Regions from separate parts of the Mus musculus genome. Here regions 1, 2, 3, 5, 6 and 7 are each linked to region 4. The links are chromatin contacts, called in public ChIA-PET, capture Hi-C and promoter capture Hi-C maps. All regions are on one chromosome and are shown on one strand. Each heading gives the region's core, a stretch centred on a gene start, on an enhancer-like site or on the middle of the called end of the contact. The rest is flanking DNA. Distances are from core to core; before and after follow the strand shown.

Region 1 (2,700 bases), core at 86-2,585, 930 kb after region 4:
CTTCTTACATGTGATACCCAGGTAAGCAAAATGAATTACATAAAGGCAGATTTTATTCAGTAATCAACTGTGCCAGAATATTTTATTTCCTAGTTTACACTATGTCTTCCTCCGTTCCTTCTTTAACTTTGTGTACTATGGTAAGACTGACTACCCAGAAAGCTTCAAATGGATATTATATACAATCAGGGTCTTTGTCGGTTCCCGCCAGTTCTGGACTATACTGACTTCTTCCAGTGAAACTATTTCACAGCTAGTTCCAGTATATCAGTCAGCTCACAGACAGTTTCTATGGATGCCTTTATGTCTTGCTCTTTTACTCCTATAAGTTAAGAGACAATGCCAAAATTCACAAGGAAATGACATTTCAGTCTTCAGTGTCACGTCTATGGAAGTCTATGAGAAATACTTTCCCGAGCCTCTCCAATCATAGTACCTAGAAAAGGCTTTCTTATTTCCGTTCCTGTAAGACTGACTATAAAGGTCTTAATTCATGCTCTAGAACCTGAAAATCATGACTATAAAATTGTTTGAAGCAATCTGGAAAAATTACAAGTGCTCCATCACTAATAAAAGGCGGCTTCTAAATCCACCCTTTGCGGTATTAGCCAGAAGCTCCAGATGGAGCCACCCAACTAGGACTTTAGTCAAACGAATGAAGGCTTTTTTTGGTGTCTTTTAAATTAACAAAATAAACAAACAAACAAAAAACTTTGGGGGTTGTCTACAATCACCTCCCCCGCAAACGGTGGGATTTGATACCATTACTAAGTCCTTTCAACCAGCTTACTGTCAGAAAGTATGAGACCTTAGGGAACTGGATAACAGCTTCTCTCCCCTGGGGACTAACAACATAATTCTATAGTGAACGACCTCCCCAGCGGCCAGAACCAACTTCTAGGAAAGAAAAGAGAGTAAAGGGTGATAACGAAAAGTCAGGTGTGGCACTAGGGTACCTTGATGGGCTTGAGAAAAGAGAAACTGCAAGGAGCATCCCAGACAGGAGTTAGGGGCTCCCCAAGGTCCAGGGGGGCCGGGCTGGGAGGGGGCGGGGGGAACGGCCACGTCAGTCTAGCCCCGCCCGCCACGTTTGGTCCCAGTCCTCTACCGCCACCCTCCGCTCGGGCCCCCAGCTCTCACCGTTCGTCATGGCGGTAGTGCCCGGCTGGGGTGAGGGGTCCGGGTTCAGCTGTGGCGGCTGCAAATGCGGGGGAACCCGGCTCCCACTTGACACTTCCCGATCCGGGCCGTGGTGACGGGGAACGAGCCGTAGTACGCAAGCGCGAGAGCCGAGCGAGAGAAACGCCGAACTCAATCAGGCATAATTAGCTGATCGTCGAGCCAAAGCCTCGCCCTGCCTGCGTAGCGTCTGCGTCCCTACGTAGTGGGAGGAGAGCGTGTTGGGCGAGGCTTCCTTTGTGGTCATGGCAACCGGAAGTCCGCCTGCTTGCTCCTGTCTAATTAGACCGACTGGACCCAGACAGTGTGTTTGAAAAATAAAGGCTGTAGGGATTGCTCTGTGACACATGTTCAGTGTGCCAGAACATGTCGTTCCCCGTTGTATCTACTTGAGAACAAAACTTAGGGTTCCAGTGATTCATGACCAAGAAACAAAAGAAAGCCATCCCGTTTCCTCCAACTTATTTAGGTGACAACTGGTAGTGAAATCAGGTACAGTTCCAAGAGAAAACACTTGGGAACCAGGCTATAATGCGAAGCAATTGCACGTAAGGTGGCGCACGTGTGTATACTACAGCAGGGTCACTGTATCTTACCATACCAAGCTGAAAACGTCACCACTGTCAGGATAGTTGGACCGTTCTTGGGGACACGGCTTGTTTGTTTTGTTTTGTTTTGTTTGTTTGTTTTGCTTCTATGCTCTGCAGCAGTAATATGTGCTGTAATATCTGAAACCCGACGAGAGTTTGAGTGCTGAGGGGGATACCACAGTAGTTGCTCGGACTCCTGGGACAGCCCTTGTTAGGTGGCTTCTTGCGGAAATCTAGCCAAGCTGCCTCTGACTTTCGTAAACGGAATAAGAAACTATAACAAAAGCCACATGCTTCCGATCCTAAAGCTTTCGGTTGTCAGAAGCATTCAGACAGCTTCCTGTTTGTTAGAATGACTTTCTTTTCCTTAAATTACCAGGATAGTTTCCTTTATCTGCAGAGTTTAAGTCATGCTGGCCTCACCTCTTCAGAAATGTACCCTGGCTTCTCTGAAGATGTTTTGACTAGATGATGACAGTCTAATGGTGGGCTGGCGTGCAGGGAACAAAGCTTTAGGTTCTGCTTTGTAAACTGGGACCTTCAATTATAGACAGCTGGGTCTGCTTTTCTAGAGTCTGACTGAAAGTGCTGCACTCAGAAACCTAAGAATTCTGTCCATTCCTGCTACAGTGCCATCTGCTGGCTGTGAACCGCCTGGTTACCTAGAACAAAACTGTCAGAAGACTTGGAATGGACAGTCAAGAGGAGGAAACCACTAGTAGAGTAGCCACAGTGTTTGATGTAGGAAAGAGTACTTGAGCCGGGCAGTGATGGCACACGCCTTTAATCCCAGCACTTGGGAGGCAGAGGCAGGCGGATTTCTGAGTTCGAGGCCAGCCTGGTCTACAGAGTGAGTTCCAGGACAGCTAGGGCTATACAGAGAAACCCTGTCTTGAAAAACCAGAAGAAGAAAAAAAAGAGTCATTGAAAA
Region 2 (2,985 bases), core at 297-2,796, 810 kb after region 4:
TCTCGGACATCTATCTCTTTCTGACCCCTAGAGTCCTGGGATTAAAGGCAGGTACCCCCCAAATATTCTTTATCTTAAACAAAAAAGGGGAGTTCAGTTTAGACCAATTCAAAACTTTTGGTCCAAGTGTAAACTCTGACAAATTACCCTATTAGAGTACCTGAGACATACAGAACAGGTACACAACTGTCAGCTAAGCAAATATGTTTTGATACCAAAGAAGCTTTTTAACAGTAAAATCATGTCCACAAAACACCCCTATGGGTATGGTGGCACACACCCTTGATCACTCTCGAAGCAGAGGCAAGTGGATCTCTGAGTTCAAGGCCAGCCTGGTCTACAGAGCAAGTTCCAGGATAGCCAGGGCTACAGAGAGAAAGAAATCCTGTTTATTTTGGAGGGTGGGAGTAGGAGGGAGACACTCTTGGATCGTGGGATTGCCTTAGCAGTGCTCTTATAAACCAGGTTCTCAGCTGGTTGCAGACCTATTGCATCAGACTACCCGAGTCACATGCCACTGACAACATCCGGTCTGCCAGGTGATCACTTGGGAGGCAGAGGATTCTAGAGCTTCTTTTAATTTCCTGAATGACGATGGGTCACTTCTACGCTGCCAACGTCTTTTCCAGAAAACTACCACAAATCACAACCATCCTCAGTAATTACAAGCTTTTTCTTGCCTTACAGCACCCCTCCGTCCTATCTGATCTAGCACGGAAAAGCCTGATTCTTAAAGGTATGCCTTCAGGGTTGGAGAAGTGGCCACCCCAAATTTCAGGGTCACTGCATTTAGTCAAGAGTAGCCTCCAAAGTCCCCAGATGGTTCGACTGGGGTGGAGTAATCCTAGGGTGCTGCAGAAGTCACTCAGTCTGAGAGAGCAGCCTTTGATCCCTGCAAAACCCGGAGGACTACGCTGGGTTTGCTAAAGACGAATAAAACACTGAGAATGACCAAAATGTATAGAAAATTAATTCCCAGCCCGCCCCCCAAGTAAAACTCCAGCTCTGGCTTGCTGTAGCTACGCAAGGGCCTGACAGCTCTCCCTGCGCGTGCGTGCGTGCAGCTCCTTCCTAAAGCACTGGCGGCAGTCAGCATAGAGCACGCGCGGGGAGGGACCCAGGCCGCGGGAGCTGCAGGGAGAGGGGGACAAGCCCGGTTCCCAGCTTGTTCTACGGACAAGCCGGTAGAGCCGGCCAGTCGCGGGAGCATCTGACAAAAGCTGTAAGCTGTGACCTCTGAAGCCATGAGGGATTCAAGGGATACTGCGAGCTCCTGGTACTTACATCGTCGCCACTCACTGTCTGCTTTCACCAGCTGGTCCACCAGCCCCGGGTCCTTGAAGCGCTTCTCCTGCGTCTCTCGAATGAGGGCTGGGTCCCCTCCTTTATCCACCCGAAACAAATCCAGGTCCAGCACCATCCTTCTACCTCACCAGTTAACACTAAGAGAGGACTGTAAGCGGCGGGTGGACGATGCACTGCGCCTGCGCGCTGACCTGGTCTCACTGCGCAGGCACCCGGCAGCCCGGGAGGGGGCGGCGCCTAGCTCGCCGGAAGCCGCAGTGTTAGGCAGGGTCCAGAGGGAGTGGTGAGAAGTGAAAAGGGCGTGGTAGCCTTATGCGGGTTGTTTCTCTGCTGAACTCCTTACTGAAAGGCCTTCTGATCGCCCCCCACTGAAATCGTGAATGCCTCAGGTTCCTCTGGTTGAAGGGAGTATCTCGGTGTGGACCGAAGCTGACTTGGAAGACAATGCACTTTGCAGATGCCAGTTTTCCTCTATCTTGATTACAGAGCACACACCCAGTTACCTACCCTCAAGATTCTCGAGCCCTGGGGCTTTTTGTTTTGATACAGGGTCTCACAGTGTAGCTCTGACTAGCAACTATGTAAACCTGGCCAGCCTCAAACAAAATGTTGGGATTAAAGATGTGTGCCATTTCATCCTTTATTTTTCTTTTTATACTAGCCCTACCCCCTTCCTCCCGCAACAAACCTTTGCCAAGCCCCCCTGAGATAAAAGGACAAGGTTAGAGACCCTGATGGACTTAATAAACAGAGACACTGGAGGGAGGCTAGGAGGCAGGATAATCTGAGCTTGTCCCCTCCCGGTCTCCTGCAGCTTTGGCTACAGTTTTGTGTTGAAAACCAGGGGAAGAAGGGTTGGGTGTCAGAAGACAGTCCATGAGATGAGCACACCTCTCTTCTCACATATCCCTCACCCAAATCCAATAGACCTTTGCAAGAAGTTGTAGCTTATATTTACGATTGAAACTATTCTATGTTTATGTAATTTGAGCATTGCCAGGCTATTCTATCAACACGTTCAAGTTATTCTTTTTGTCTGTTTGTTTGTTTTGTTTGTTGAGATAGAATCTATAGGCCTGGCTGTCCTGGAGCTCACTATGTAGACCAGGCTGGCTTCAGACAGAGATGCCTGCCTCTTCCTGGGGAGTCTCTGGTATCAAAGGGGTGTGCCACCAAGCCCAACCTACACACACCTGTTACTCTTAAAGTGAGAAGACCTCATTTGAAATTACCTCTCTTGGCCAGATGTGGTAGTGCATGTCCATGTGCATCCCTTGTGAGTGGGAGCAGCGGGTGCATGAGTTCAGGGCCAGCATGTCTCCAAAAAACCCAAACCTAGTCAGGCTTAGTAGTAGGTGCCTTTTATATCACATCGGAGGTAGAGAGCTCTGTAAAGTCAAGGCCAGCCTGTTCTAAATACCGAACTCCAAGCCAGCCAGAGCTGTGTAGTGAGAATCTGTCTCAAAAACCAAACACACATACAACCAAACCAAAAACCTACTGCTCTCACACAGTAGAAAACATTAACTAACACGGAACCCACAAACCTGCTCTCCCCTTCCTGTGTCTTCTCCTAAAAAGAACACTTTCCTGAGTATCTAGCAATCGGACGGCTGGAAAATGGAAAGCAGCCAAGAGAAGTTATAATAATAAATGTTAAGGATAGAGAGCTGCAGTCTT
Region 3 (2,700 bases), core at 122-2,621, 840 kb before region 4:
GCTCTTAATCAACCAGTTTCAAAGCAGTGAAGATTTGGATCGAGATTGAGAAAGCAAAACATTGCTCACACAGCAGATAAAATTCTTCTCTGGCTCAATCTTCTAATAGATATGATTACCAAGAAAAGCTCCTCATGGAAAAAACTATTACTGGGCAAATTCTCCATTCTTCTTCATTTCTCCTCTGTATCAACAGTATACTGTCAGACATCAAAGGGTGCCTAACCCATGGTTTTTAACTTAGTTCACTTAGGTCACTATTTATAAACATAAGGTTTAGTAGCCTCTGAGGGTGGCTCTGACAAGCTGCAACTAACTCCCAATCATCTCCCTTGAATTTTAGGTGAGAAAATGTGGACATGGATACTTTACTTTCTCCCTTTTAGATTATAATCAAATGAGCTCTTCACAGCTCTTGGACCAAGAAAGACCTGATACAGACATTTTGTATTGACCAAAGCTTGACTATCATTTTGCTGAATACTTACACCCTAGAATGGCTTGCAAGTTGGAAACTATTACTGTATCAAGTTATGTGGGTTTCCTCTCTGCTGCACATTTTATGTGAAATTTGTCAATGTTCAAGCTTTGTGTATCACAGACCATTTAAAGTGAAGAAAGAAGCCCTTCAGATCACAATGTTTACCTTCCCCCAAACTAAGCCATAGGAATAAAATACATGAAGTACATTGCAGAACACCTATGTTGCAGGTTTTTTGTATCTATCTTATATCAAAACATGACATTCTCAGCACTAACTTTCCTTTAAAATGTTTTCAAACAAAGACAACATGTCTTCTGGCTACTGTTCTAAATCACTCTGGTTATGATTTTCCTCCCTGCTCTAAAATGAAACTTCAAGTTTTTGAAGAAAAAACAACATAGAAGATCTCCCCAATTTCATCTCATCTCACCTCAAAAACTTCAAGCATTAGAAACCACCATATACAGTAAGCAATTCAAGTGGCATAATAATGTAAGCTTATGAATACTTAGGCCCAAAGAGATATCAGAAAATAAAACACCAATTAAATCAAAGTATTTCTAGCCCAGTTGCCTAAGGGAAGTGCTGATCTAAATATTTGTAAACACATCACATTTTAAAGTTACTAAAGGGATGTGTGGAGACTCTCAAAATGCTATGTGCCTTATTAGCTGATTTAGAGCTGTTAAAAGTCATAAATCTTACCTTTTGAAGGCAGTGTCCCTCAGTACTTCAGGTAGAATTCACTGATTATCTTTTAGGTGGCCAGCACAGCCTGTAACCCAGAAGTCTATGTCTATTTGTGTAAAAGGAGAAGTGAAGAGAGAAAAAATACAATCATGCTGTGACGACAGGAAACCCAAGCGAGAAGAGTGAGGAAGTGAGACTGAGTGTTCTCTCTTAGGCTCAGATAGTCAACTGTTCCTCAGTGAACTTGCAGAGGCTTCCACTCCCAGCCTATTCTAAGCTGGTTTCTGGAAGCTAAAGAAGGTCTGACACACCAATCTGAGTTCTGGTGAACTTTACAGTAATTTGAGTGATATTTCCTGGCCATAGAACAGTGCTTCTCAATTGAAGCAGCAACTACAAAATACCCGTGGGTCTGTTTCTGTGTATGTGTCCCCACCGTTTGACCACAAACTATACTACTAAACCATACTGACCAAGCCAGCATGGTACTGGAATGAAACCATACTTGTAGATCAATATAGCATAGTAGAGGACACAGAGATAAACTTGTGTAGGATTGAATATCTACTTTTGGACAAAGGTGTATCAAAACATGAACTAGAAAAACAAAAATGCAGCTGGAGAGATCGCTCAGCAGTTAAGAGCACTGACTGCTCTTCCAGAAGTCCTGAGTTTAATTCCCAGCAGCCACATGGTGGCTCACAACCATCTATAAATGGGATCTAATGCCCTCTTCTGGTGTGCCTGAAGACAGCTACAGTATATACATATACATATACATATACATATACATTATACATATACACACACATACACATACACATACACATACACATACACATACACATATACATATACATATACATATACATAATAAGTAAACAAATCTTGTTTAAAAAAAAACTATCTTGGGTATTCTAGGTTTCTGGGCTAATATCCACTTATCAGTGAGTGCATATCAAAGGATTTCTTTTGTGATTGGGTTATCTCACTCAGGGTGATACTCCAGATCCATCCATTTGCCCAAGAATTTCATAAATTCATTGTTTTTAAAAGCTGAGTAGTGCTCCATTGTGTAAATGTACCATATTTTCTGTATCCATTCCTCTGTTTAGGGACATCTGGGTTCTTTTCAGCTTCTGGCTATTATAAATAGGTCTGCTATGAACATAGTGGACCATGTGTCCTTTTTACCAGTTAGAACATCTTCTGGGTATATGCCCAGGAGAGGTATTGCTAGATCTACTGGTAGTACTATGTCCAGTTTTCTGAAGAACCGCCAAACTGATTTCCAGAGTGGTTGTACCAGTTTGCAATCCCACCAGCAATGGAGGAGTGTTCATCTTTCTCCACATCCTCCCCAGCATCTGCTGTCACATGAATTTTTGATCCTAGCCATTCTGACTGGTGTGAGATGGAATCTCAGGGTTCTTTTGATTTGCATTTCTCTGATGATTAAGAATGTTGAATATTTTTTCAAGTGCTTCTCAGCCCTTCCATATTCCTCAGTCAAAAATTCTTTGTTT
Region 4 (2,800 bases), core at 293-2,792:
GTGTGCTAATAGGCAGTTGTGAGCGGCCCAACTTGGGTGCTGGGATCCTCTGAGAGAACAGCAAGTTCTCTTAACCACTGAACCATCTCTCCAGTCCACTCAAACATTTAAAAAGAGAAATTTGAAGGTGTAGTTCAATTCTCAGGGTTCTCTTCAGAAAACCTGGACAAGTCTGGTCATTAAAGGTCTTACAAACTTAACTTCCATACTCCTTCGTACTTAAGAGATCACTGAGAAGTAGCCACTGATCACCCATCATTCCACAACAAAAGGCTCCTAAAAGGTCCATCTTTTTCAAAAAAGCCACTCTAAACTCATCCTCTCAACTCTGGGCTTGTTCCTTTGTGACATAAGTTATCAGAATTTGAGCCTGCGACAACAACAAAATGTTTGGAGGGAACTGATTTCTTAGGCTTAAAGACACTATCTTTAGTATCTGGTACTAGCTGAAGCATCAAATTTGAATTTGAGGAATTCCCTCTCGGTAAGTGCCTGGCTGTTCATCACACTGGAAGTTGTCTCAGGTGGAGGAGATTGCGTAGTAAGCGCTCTGGGAATGAATGTGCTGATGAGGAAGCCCTGAAATGCTGCGACGAGACGGGTGTGTGTTCATTCATGAATTCTGCAAACGGAAGCAGTGGGAGGAATTTTAACTTGGGGCGAGGTGAATAGCTCCAGACAGCGCGGGCAAAGGGAATCGCAGCTCACTAGCAAGGAGGAGAATCCGGCGCCCTTTGTGTACTTCTGATCCCTTCACAGCTCAGCAACTGGGCTCACTGGGCATGCAAAAATACTTGGCAATGTCTGGCCGCGGTTTGATCCAGCGCTGACTAAAATTCGGAGGGAAGCCACAATGTGCTCTCTCTGCTACTCACACAACCTGGGGCCGGCCAAGCAGCACTAGAGAGAGAAGCCCTGTTCTAAGCGCCCGCTAAACTCTCCTGGGTCCCTTCGCTGCCAACTGGCGTGGCCCACCACCCTGCTAAGATCAGAGGCCGGAAAGGATGAGGGGCTAACCAGCCAGCAGACCACCGATTTTGCACCCCAGGAGGGCTGTGCCTCAGGCCACGCCCCCGGGGGCGACCGGCCATCCCCGGCTCGGGGACCTTCTTCCCCCGGCCGCAGCAGAGTTGGTGACAGGGCTCCGGGCTTTCCTCCCCGGGGCTGTGGCGGCTGCCAGCCTAGCTAACTGCACGGTTCCCGGTAAAGTGACAGCTCCCAGGGTCCCTGTCAAGCCGTCGGGAAGCCCGGCTGGGCCCGGATGCCGCCCCGGTCTCCCGGGACCCCCTCTGTCACCCGCCCGGTGCCAGCCTCGCCCCCCTGCAGCTCTGACCTCCGAGTCTTTGCGCTGGTTGCGGTTGAACTCGCGGGCTTTGCCCCCCGGCAGGAGGCCTCCGGCGGCCCTCGGCGCCCCAGGAGGAGGCTGCGCGGTGGCAGGCGGCGGAGGAGGTGGCGGCTGCGGCTGCTTGTTGTTCACAATCAGAGGGCCGGGACCGGCGGCTGCCGGCTCCATCTTGGCTGCTCCACACCCCCGGCTCAATTCGCGGACGGCCTCCCGTCAGGCAACTCTCGCGTGATTTCCTCCAGGAAATTTCCCCAATCGCCATATTCAGTGTGGCTGCGTGTGTCGAAAGCCGCAACTGCCAATCACCTCCCAAGGTCTTTCCTGGCTTTGTCATTTAGTTTCCCCTCCCTCCTTCCCGTGGAACTAAGCCGGAGACGTGCGGCTGGGCTCGCAGGAATCCCTTTAGATGTCTTTTTTATCCATGAGACTTAACACTTTAATTCGTTGTCTATCATCGCTTTGCCTGTCTTTAGAGCCCTCCCTGTTCAAGGTGAGGCAGGATGAAAGGGGAAATTAGGGAGACATCATTAAAGAAAGCAATTCCTGACTCATGGGTCTAGTTGACACGTTTTCCTAGCAAAGAATTTCTGTACAATTAACAACTGGTTGTGGCTTTTCTCTAACCTTCCAGCTGAAAAACCTCCAAGTCAGTAGGACTCTGTAAGAAACACCTTGTGCAACCCTGGGGACTCCTGGTTTTACTTATCAGATTATAACTCCATCCAAGACACCTCTGGAGCCACGTTAATAATCTCACTTATCAAAACAGGGGAAAAAGCCGGGCGTTGGTGGCGCACGCCTTTAATCCCAGCACTTGGGAGTCAGAGGCAGGCAGATTTCTGAGTTCGAGGCCAGCCTGGTTTACAAAGTGAGTTCCGGGACAGCCAGGACTATACAGAGAAACCCTGTCTTGAACTTGAAGTGAAGAGAGACAGAGAGAGAGAGAGACAGAGAAAGAGAGAGAGAGAGAGAGAGAGAGAGAGAGAGAGAGAGAGAGAGAGAGAGAGAGAGAGACTCTTGGGGGCTAAGGATAACAGTATGAAGTTGTATCTGTCCTCAAGCCACTGACAAATACTTTTAAGGATATAATAATGAACAAAAATAGGATTCTAGTCTTCGTGGAGTTTACATTCACATGGGGGAGATAAACAAATGAATAAATAAAACTGAAATTGAAAATATAACAGAGAAATCATGGGGAAATGAGGGTGTGTTTAATAATCCCTTAGAAGTGGCTCTTGCTTTTCTGCCTTCATTTTGTAGCTGTCTCGTTTACTCTGAATTACCTGCTCACATCTGTATTGACTCAAAGAGCAATCATCCAAAAATGGTGGCCTCTCACCTCATTCTCCGTCACGTCTGAGTGCCAAACACATAGGAGTAACCAAGATGGTTTTAATGTTACTTTTTACAGTGTCCTCCTCCAGAAACCTCCCTCCCCAAGAAGCAGGTACA
Region 5 (2,764 bases), core at 58-2,557, 780 kb after region 4:
ACCTGGACCACATAACGCTTCTCGCTAAACTGGGGGGCGTTGTCATTATCATCCTCCACCGACAGGAAAACAATGGCTGTGGAACTCCGCGGGCCTGGGTCCCGGCCCTGGTCACTCGCCTCCACTGTTAACTTGTAGGATTCCACTTCCTCCCGGTCTACAGGGCCGCGGGTTCGGATCACCCCCGAGCGAGGATCGATCTCAAAGGCGTCTGAGGGGCTGCCTCCGGCCCCCTCCAGCAGGCGGTACAGAATGTTGGCATTGGGAGGGGCGTCGCCGTCGGTGGCCCTGACTGTAAGCACCTCATAGCCAACCTCCAGGTTCTCCCTGAGGCTCTCCTTGTACTCTTGCTGCTCAAAAACAGGGTCGTGATCGTTGGTGTCGGTCACCAAGATGGTAAGCGTGGCCAAGGCACTCCGTCGGGGCATACCGTGATCCTGTGCAGTGACCCTGAAGACGTGGGTGCTCTTGGTCTCCCGATCCAGCTCCTCAGCTGTGGTGACAACACCGGTGATTGGGTCCAAGGAGAAGAAATGATTGGAGCGGCTATCAAAGAGGGCATCCATGGTGTACTCAAGTCGACCCGCCTCACCCTCATCTGGATCAATGGCTCTTAAGGATGCAACAGAGGTACCAGCAGGCTGGTTCTCAGGCACTGTGGCCTGGTAGCTGGGAGGCTGGAACTGGGGAGCTGTATTCACATTCCTTTTCCTGCGCCCACCCAGAGATTCCTCTGGTGAGCCTTCCCCAGCCCTGAGCCCTGGGGCCTGTGCCAGCTTGCAAGACTGGCATCTGAGCCGTGGGGCCTTTAAGCAAGGGTGCTCTTCAGGCAGGGTCAGCGTGCCTTGTGGAGAAAGGTGTCCTCCGATACCCAGGAGACGACAGCTCCAGGGGCAGCCTTCAGAGGATGGCGGAAGAGGGATATGAGCCCCTGATTCTGGACACCAAACCCTCAGGCCATCGTGGTGGGGCACCAGGTGGCCGGTCAGCTCAATGCCCGATTCTCTGCAGCGGCTGGTGTAGAGCCAGAGGTTCGAAGCAGAGGCTGGGCAGAGCCAGCCCACGGGGGCGCAGGCCCCAGAGGAGCTGCGTCCCCCGGATCCCAGAGAACGACAGGGCCCCACTTGATCTCCCAGTAGTGGCGACGGTGGCAGCAGCAGCAACAGCAGTAGCAGCGGCAGCAGCGGCGTTGGGAGGGGGGCGCTGGCAGCCCGGCTCCGCATCTCTCCCTGTTCCCGGCCAGCCGGGTCAACAGCCGCGGCGGCTCTTCCTCCGGCTCCTGCCGGCCCCGCCGCGCCTCATGCCCGGGCCGGGGCGCGGGTCCCCGGGGGCCACCTGTACGTCCCACTGGGCCTGCACCCAGATGGCTCGGCGGGGCCGCGCTCTTAGCCCACGATGCGCCGGGCTCCCACCACTCTCGAAGCCGGGCCCGCTCCCGAGTCGCCGCGACCACTGCGGGTTCACGCTGCGCTTCCACCTGCGCTCTGAGCGTTCTCTACCTGCGCCCGCGGGCCGCGAGGATCTCTGGCTCTGCCGGGTCCCCCGGTCCCGAGCCCCAGAATGTCCCCTCCGCCCGCGTAAGGTCGCCCACCTGCGTCTGCGGAGCCTCACGCTCCGGCCCGGGCCCGGCTGCCAACGATGGCCCTGCGCCACCCGCTCGCGCCCTGCGTCCCCGCCGCGGCAGCTACCGGTCGCCGGGGTCCCGGGCCCAGACCCGCGTTCCCTCGCCTCCCGGGCGGGCGGGCGAGCTCTGCAGAGCAGCGGCGGTGGTGGCGGCGGCTCATTACCATAGACCTGCTCGCGCCGCCGCGGTCTTAAAGCGGCGACGCCCAACGCGCCGAGGAGGTGGGCCCCACCCAGCGCCCTCTTCTGCATGGCGGCTCTAAGTAAGATTCCCGCCTCTGGTAGAATTTTTCTTCCCAGCACATCAGACTTGCTCCTTTCCATTTCTGGATCCCTTCTACAGCTTAAAGAGGAATGAACAATCAGAAGCCACACAGGGAATTGATACTCTTGTAAAATTCTATGGCTAGCGCTCTTTCAAAACAGTCTTAATGTCTGCAGGAGGTGACCAGGGGGTGGGAGGTGGGTGGATATAGACAGACAGACAGACAGACAGACAGACAACTTTCCAGTCTTACCATCCCTGAAAGCCCTCATTGCTGCCCCATCCTACAGGTCCCGGGTCAGAAGTAAAGACGACTTTGCTCGACTTCGCTCGACACTACAAAGTCTCCCCCAGATACCAGAAGTCGTGCTCTCACTTGGATATCTTGGACAAAAGGACCCCTAAGCTCATTTGGGATACATCTTGGGTACCACATGTCAGGTCAGGGGAAGTGAACCAGAATGTCCAAAGCAGCAAGAGCACTAACACTACCAGATTCCTAGGGCCAGGGTGAGTTGGTTCCAGAGGGCCCAAGCTTCCTGGACCTTAGGACGTGTTCCTTTTTCTTTATCCCTCCTCCCTCCTAGATCAATGTCCAACTGCTGTCCTCCTCCTACCCGCGGCTTTGTAACTAGCAAATGGCCCTGTCCATTGCACAGGACTACTGAGCCCTTCATGGAATGCCACCCCAGAACCTTCTGGAAGGGGTATGAAGAACTGATGAATCTTCCCATAAGTGGAGTTCACACAAGATGTTGGGACCAAAGAACCGGGAAGAGTGAGGCTGGGCAAGCCAGAGGGCTTCTTCCTCTCATACCCTGAGCAATGAGGGATGTCAGATTGTATGAGAGAGGAGGCCACTCTCACATGCTAGCT
Region 6 (2,947 bases), core at 323-2,822, 750 kb after region 4:
ATCTATTGTCCTTAGGGAACACCGGTTTGAAATTGTTAGATAAAGCCAGGTTTGGTGGCTGCTGCTAAAATGTCTTCCCTGGGAGAGACATAAACCACCTTGTCTACACCTTCTCTTACCTCCCCAAAGTCAAACAACAGGAGGAATCCCCCACCCAGAGTTTATGCAGAGGAACCAATGAACTCGATAAGATAAGCTTACTTACAGAGCAGTGGGTTAGGGGTGTAGGCACGGATGACCTTGAAGCAGCTCTGGTGACTTCCCTAAGGAGACTTCCCCTTGCCTCTTCCCACTTCTATCCTCTAGCCCCTTCCCCCAAACCATCTGCAGTTAGGACAGAATTGCATACAGCTGGTTGAGAGGGACGGCTGCATACTCAGGTGAAGGTCCCGTGACCTTCTGTCCCACCTCCTCCTTCTATGACGGAAGGTAAACCGTCCACAGGCCCAGCTGTGATGGTCTTTCCGAAGCAGGCGCAACAGAACTCCTGAAGATGCTTGCAGATGTTTGCAGATGTCTCAGAGGATGGTCCTAGAGTAGAGTGGCACAGGCCTTTAGTCCCAGCACTTGGGAGGTAGGGGCAGGAGGGTCGGGACTTCAAGGTCATCCTTGGCTATATGGTGAATTCAAAGGCCAGCATGAGCTACACTAGTCTCTGTCTCAGAAAATAGCAAAAAACAAAGGGAAAAGAAACAGATGGTGTGTGTGTGTGTGTGTGTGTGTGTATCAGTGAATGGAGAGGAGTGGTCTGGTCATAGCCAGTCAACAACATTCACAACAGCAAAGGCTTCTTTCCAACCTGAAGCAAGCCTAGGGTAGAAGGTGGTAGTGACTGTGCTCTAAGGATGCGCCAGACCATGCTATTTGCTGAACTTTTACAGGCCCACCATTAAAGTGCACACATCTCCAGCATCCTGGCGAAGAAATAAATTCTTCACACGAACAAGATCTTTAGCAATAGGTAATCCTTTTGCACTTAGGGAGCACAGCTCTGACATCTTTTATTATTATTACTACTTACTGTTTGCCTGGAAGAATGACTTCTTTGTTATTTATTTAAACTCTTAAATAGCTGCTCATACTCATCGTTTGGGGGTTGGGGTTGAAGCAGGAAGAAAAAAATGCCAGATATCTCAGAGAAGTGGCCTTATGCTAAATGAAGAAATCTTGTGGCTCCAGTGCTGGAGAGATGGTCTATTTGGTGGTCTCTGCAAGTACGCGAGAAACCCAGCAAGGAAACCCAGTCTCAGATGCTGGAATCCAGGAGGTGGGGGAAGAGGCGGGGCTCCAAGCCTACATTGGTTCGACAGTTCTCCCCTTGTCTGACTCGCGGTTAGAAGGAGGCGCTCCGGTACACGCCACCGCGCACTCACGGCTCCTCCCGCCGTTCCGCTGTAGCCCCCTACCCTTTTTGGGAAGTGCCCTTTGGTCCAAGGGACAATCTTCTCCGGCTGACATCCCGACTGCTCCCGACTCAGCCCTGCCCCCTTGGACTCACCAATCGCTGTGCGTTTGTGGCGGGACTGGGTGGAGCCTAAGAAATTCGAACGAAGCTCCGCCCCTCGGGAGCCCTTTCCCGGGAACTGGGAGATTGTAGAAGAAAAGCTTCCTGCGTAGACTGTGAAGCGAGGTGGGGAGTGGAAACCGAGTGTGCGCTGGAGGTGTGGCGGGGATGTGGTGCCGCGGAGTGGAAAATGGGTGGGGTAGGGGGGGAGCGAAATTTCGGATAATAGTAAGGATGGAGGTGAAGACTGACCGACTGAGGAGAGGCCAGGGCGCAAGTTGGCGGATTGCACATCAGGTGTCGAGCTTTCTGCACCTTTCCCTAATATAACGGACTAGTTTCAGGGACACGTGCTGATCCTGCTTTACCACCACCATGCCTCTTCACCCCAGCTAATGCACTCCGAGTCTTGATGGGGCCCTAAGGCAGGATGATAGACACCTGAGGTAGGCATGTTTTCTTTCAGGTCTAAGCCGACTCGCTTATGCTGGCTGAGCATGGAGGATCTGAAAGAGGGTAAGGAAGCCATGGAGGGAGGAACGGGCCCCTGAGAGTCTGTCTGTCAAGAACTGATAGCTGGCATTTATTCTTCTCATCCCTTCAGATATCAAGTTCATTGTGGACGAGACCTTGGACTTCGGAGGGCTGTCTCCATCTGACAGGTACCAGCCTATTTATCCATTTATTATTTTCCTCCGGCAATACATCTGTAACCCTTTACTGCTAACTTATGGGCCTCTAGAACCGTGGTTGGTAATCTAGCAGAGTATGGTACCCTCTGATGGCAGTAGTCTGGTAGAATTGGGCCTCTAGAACACATGCTGGTGAGAACAGAGAAGCTGTAGGGAAATTTAGGGGTAAATGTAAATGAAAGATGAATGTCCCTGGGCATGTTGAGGCATGCCCTGCAAACCACCCCCACACTCCTAGGATAGACTAGAGTGCAGAGAGGGGGAGGGAGAGAGGGAAAGAGAGACAGAGAGAGAGAGAGAGAAGGCAGGAGGGATTTTGAATTTGAGATCATTCTGTGCTATAGAGTTGAGACATTGTCTCAGAAAATGGGAGTAGAACTAAGTTTTCCTCACCTAAAAGCAGTTCTCATGGCCAAAATGGAGTCAGGGTTGGGGATTGTCCCCGACTCGCCGACAGGAATGCCTTCTGCTAGCTGTTGTCCAGCATGGTGCCATATTTGTTTTTCAGTCATGAGGAAGAAGACATAACAGTATTAGTGAGTCCAGAGAAACCACTTCGACGGGGCCTCGCCCATCGGAGTAACCCAAATGAAGTAGCTCCCGCCCTCCAGGGTGTGCGGTTTAGCTTGGGCCCGCTCAGCCCAGAGAAGCTGGAAGAGATTCTTGATGAAGCCAACCGCCTGGCGGCTCAGCTGGAGGAGTGTGCCCTGAAAGATCGGGAGAGGGCTGGTACAGGCCCTGGAAGGCCCAG
Region 7 (2,980 bases), core at 37-2,536, 960 kb after region 4:
TCCTGGAGGTTCAGCTCCTTGAGCAGTACGTATCTGGGGGAATACTACTACACAAATGTGTAGGAGTGAGGTTACTACTGTAAATAAAAGGGCAGTTCAAAACAGCAGCCTTGTTAAGTGCTTCAAGATAGGATTAGCTTTACACATGGAGAGCCTGGAAGGGGATGGTTTTCATGGAGGGAGATGGAGTACGGAAAAGGGCAAGGAAGGAGTATTTATTTCACTTAAGCTTTATTAGTTAATCGTTGGAGTAGAATTAAGAGTCAAACCCAGTGCACAGAAGACATTTGGAAGTGTCAGACAGGTTGTCCTAGCTACTTTTTTTATTGATGTGATGAAACACCACGACCAAGGCAACTTATAAAAGACAGCATTTAATTTTTAGCTCAGGGTTCCAGAGGGTTAGTTCATGACGGTCTTGGCAGTGAATGTGCCAGCAGACAGGGAGGCCTGATGCTGGAGCAGTTGCTAACAGCTTACACGTGATCCACAAGCACCAGACATAAAACGAAGAAAAGGCTGGCTTGGGACTGGAGAGATGGCTCAGCGGTTAAGAACACTGACTGCTCTATTTGGAGGTCCTGAGTTCAAATCCTGACAACCACATGGTGGCTCACAACCATCCATAGTGAGATCTGATGCCCTCTTCTGGGGTGTCTGGCGACAGCTACAGTGTACTTACATATAATAAATAAATCTTACAAAAAAAAAAAAAAGCCAGAAAGGACTGGCTCTTGAAACCTCCAAGACCACCCTCAGTGACATCTCTTCCAACTTGTTCACACCTAATCCAGTGGTTCTCAACCTTCCTAATGCTGCGACTCTTTAATACAGTTGCTCATCTTTTGGTGGCCTCCTCACCCCCAGCCATAAAATTATTTTCGTTGCTACTTCAGACCAGTTGGTTACTGCTATGAATTGAAATTATATGATATGTTACCCTCCTAGGAGGTGTTGGGACCCATACGTTGAGAACTGCTATCCTTATCTTTTCCTGTCAGTCCAGTAACTGGGGACAAGCATTCAAATGCATGAGTATGGGGGCAATTCTCATTCAAACTACCACACCTGTCCACGCTATTTTGGGACATAACATAGCGTCACCCGAAGGTTCTGGGCCTACATTCTCCTTACAGTCATCTCCTAAACCATAAGAGCAGAGAAGGCGAGGGCCAGGAGCCTCCAGGCGTCAGTCTTAGATTCTGCCCGCCCCCGTGTTAGGCCCCGCCTCTAGGCCCCGCCCTACCCTCCTGGGCTGGCCCAGCCGACTCTTCTGCTCAGGCACCTGCCTAGCCGCCTCGCGAGGAGGGGTCCTGAGGCGGCTCCAGGGACGAGCAGTGATTGGCTGCAGCTGGCGGCTGGAGCTCCGTTCCAGCGGCGCTTGACAACCGCAGTCCGCGGAGCGGAGCGGTCGGAGGCGGGATCGGGGCGGACGCGAGCAGGACCGGCTGACGAGCTGATGGATTGACGTGCGGGCTGCTTAGCCCAGACCGCCGCCCTCGCGCTCGCGCCTTAGACTGGAATTGGCTGTCTCGGGGCTCTGGCCGCCGGCCTCTCCTCCGCGTTTTCCTCCACCGCTTCTGCCGGCTCCGCCCGGAGCTCTCAGGTGAGCGGATTCCAGGAGGCGGGGGCGGGCCGCCGTGCACCGTGGGTTGCCATGGTCACCCGTCGCCACCTGTCACTAGCCTGATGCGGCGCAGACCCCACAGCCCCTTGGGCGGCGTTCGCAGCCGGGAGGAGTGTCTTGGGTAGGCTTTGGTGGCGACTGCGAGAAGATGGGATGCGGGCGAGGCCCGGGTGTCTCGGGGACAGGACCTGGGACCCGCCAGGCAATCTATCCAGGCCGCCACTGCTGGACCACACCTTCCCCTACTTGCCAGTCTGATTCGGGCGGCTGGGCGATGCCCCTCGCCCTGGTATGGAGTATCCACCTCGCCGCTGCTGAGGGGCGCGAGGAGGGCTGACTGGGCTGCATCTGCCTCGCCCCTCTATTGGGCTGGGGCGAGACTGAGGGCTGCGCGCTGGTCCCTTTCCCTGCTCGCCTTGGCCGGCGAATGGGTAGGGAGTGGCGGGGTTGAGGGTTTGTGGGGGATCCGGGTTTGCCCTTTCTGACGCCAGGCCAGTGGCTGTTAGGAGCAGTCCTGTGGGGTCTGGGAGGGTGGGGACAGGGGCATCGACTGAATTTCGAACGTGATTTGTTCCCGGGGACGCCTGCGTAAGACACCGGAGGTTATGGAACTCAGAGGGTTAAGCTGCTTAGCTGTATTGGGGAGAAAAAGATTGGGGCTCTAGCTCTGGGACGACGCCTTTGGCAAAGGGGTAGGAACCAAGTAGGCAGCGGCAGTATTTGACCTGATGATTTCCCCCCTGTACATCCAGACATGCAGCTAGTAACTACGAAGGGTGTCGTCTGAGGGGAGCTTTTTTTTTTTTTTTTTTTTTTTGGCAACTTGGTTCTCACTGCATAATGAGAGGAGAAGTCTTTGTTCCACCCAGATTCATCGGTTGAAATCCTGACACTTAGTTTCCCCCCTTTGTTGTAGAGAGTTCATAGAATGCTATAAAAAGTTAATGGCACAGGAATTAACATACAGGTTTAAAAGGGCTGTAAATCTTTTTCACAGATAATACCACTTCTTTTTTTTGGGGGGGGGTCTCAAGTGTTGGCATATGTTATGTTAGCATTTTACTAGAAAGGAGAAACGCCTAGCAGTCGAATTTTCTTTATATGGCACATTCTGGAGGTCTTATTTAGGTGGGAGATATAACGAATCATTGTGCATTAAGGTTTGGAGGAGGGGGAGGAACATTGCTTCCAACAACAAAGTAACACGTAAATGGGAAAGACAAGGAAATAATCCATAACAGTATATGTAAGGCAAACAACCAGATCATGAACTTGAATTGGGCTGCCATTACTGAGTGTGTGTGTGTGTGTGTGTGTGTGTGAGAGAGAGAGAGAGAGAGAGAGAGAGAGAGA

Evidence for each region. Promoter capture Hi-C pulls out the DNA fragments that hold promoters and counts their contacts. ChIA-PET counts read pairs in DNA pulled down with a chosen protein or histone mark. Capture Hi-C pulls out chosen DNA fragments and counts their contacts.
Region 1: a contact with region 4 is called in a promoter capture Hi-C map of adipose tissue. The contact joins the promoter of Tmem167b here to the promoter of Strip1 in region 4. A contact is called at or near these places in 2 of 39 promoter capture datasets (liver and pre-B cells), 1 of 115 datasets of contacts at active chromatin or transcription factors (memory CD8 T cells) and 1 of 9 other capture datasets (adipose tissue).
Region 2: an RNA polymerase II ChIA-PET map of memory CD8 T cells shows a contact between it and region 4, with 8 read pairs. The contact joins the promoter of Sars here to the promoter of Strip1 in region 4. A contact is called at or near these places in 1 of 39 promoter capture datasets (liver) and 1 of 115 datasets of contacts at active chromatin or transcription factors (memory CD8 T cells).
Region 3: an RNA polymerase II ChIA-PET map of memory CD8 T cells shows a contact between it and region 4, with 16 read pairs. The contact joins the promoter of Cd53 here to the promoter of Strip1 in region 4. A contact is called at or near these places in 1 of 39 promoter capture datasets (pre-B cells) and 3 of 115 datasets of contacts at active chromatin or transcription factors (bone marrow-derived dendritic cells, memory CD8 T cells and regulatory T cell precursor).
Region 5: a capture Hi-C map of embryonic tail shows a contact between it and region 4, with 4 times the contacts expected there. The contact joins the promoter of Celsr2 here to the promoter of Strip1 in region 4. A contact is called at or near these places in 1 of 115 datasets of contacts at active chromatin or transcription factors (microglia) and 3 of 9 other capture datasets (adipose tissue, embryonic tail and liver).
Region 6: a promoter capture Hi-C map of pre-B cells shows a contact between it and region 4, with 7 times the contacts expected there. The contact joins the promoter of Psrc1 here to the promoter of Strip1 in region 4. A contact is called at or near these places in 3 of 39 promoter capture datasets (cranial neural crest, liver and pre-B cells) and 1 of 115 datasets of contacts at active chromatin or transcription factors (large pre-B cells).
Region 7: a promoter capture Hi-C map of liver shows a contact between it and region 4, with 5 times the contacts expected there. The contact joins the promoter of Wdr47 here to the promoter of Strip1 in region 4. A contact is called at or near these places in 4 of 39 promoter capture datasets (hippocampal neurons, liver and pre-B cells).

Annotation. Positions count from the first base shown.
Region 1 is chr3:108,561,131-108,563,830 of GRCm38.p6, forward strand. It overlaps Tmem167b (transmembrane protein 167B), which reads right to left and starts at 1,336. Exons shown (of 3, transcript NM_026198.2): 1 at 1,141-1,336. The coding sequence starts at 1,150.
Region 2 is chr3:108,443,713-108,446,697 of GRCm38.p6, forward strand. It overlaps Sars (seryl-aminoacyl-tRNA synthetase), which reads right to left and starts at 1,547. Exons shown (of 11, transcript NM_001204979.1): 1 at 1,285-1,547. The coding sequence starts at 1,420.
Region 3 is chr3:106,788,778-106,791,477 of GRCm38.p6, forward strand. Cd53 (CD53 antigen) reads right to left here and starts at 1,372. Exons shown (of 8, transcript NM_007651.3): 1 at 1,190-1,372.
Region 4 is chr3:107,630,168-107,632,967 of GRCm38.p6, forward strand. It overlaps Strip1 (striatin interacting protein 1), which reads right to left and starts at 1,543. Exons shown (of 21, transcript NM_153563.2): 1 at 1,334-1,543. The coding sequence starts at 1,513. Gm10961 (a long non-coding RNA gene) reads left to right here and starts at 1,434. Exons shown (of 3, transcript XR_375960.3): 1 at 1,434-1,835; 2 at 2,760-2,800.
Region 5 is chr3:108,414,272-108,417,035 of GRCm38.p6, forward strand. Celsr2 (cadherin, EGF LAG seven-pass G-type receptor 2) reads right to left here and starts at 1,308. Exons shown (of 34, transcript NM_017392.4): 1 at 1-1,308. The coding sequence starts at 1,223. It overlaps Gm52630 (a long non-coding RNA gene), which reads left to right and starts at 1,750. Exons shown (of 3, transcript XR_003954680.1): 1 at 1,750-1,886; 2 at 2,179-2,398; 3 at 2,548-2,764.
Region 6 is chr3:108,382,266-108,385,212 of GRCm38.p6, forward strand. Psrc1 (proline/serine-rich coiled-coil 1) reads left to right here and starts at 1,573. Exons shown (of 8, transcript NM_019976.3): 1 at 1,573-1,661; 2 at 1,971-2,020; 3 at 2,109-2,166; 4 at 2,705-2,947. The coding sequence starts at 2,002. It overlaps Gm12522 (predicted gene 12522), which reads right to left and starts at 1,476. Exons shown (of 3, transcript NR_040560.1): 1 at 1,022-1,476; 2 at 206-531.
Region 7 is chr3:108,589,992-108,592,971 of GRCm38.p6, forward strand. It overlaps Wdr47 (WD repeat domain 47), which reads left to right and starts at 1,287. Exons shown (of 15, transcript NM_181400.3): 1 at 1,287-1,606.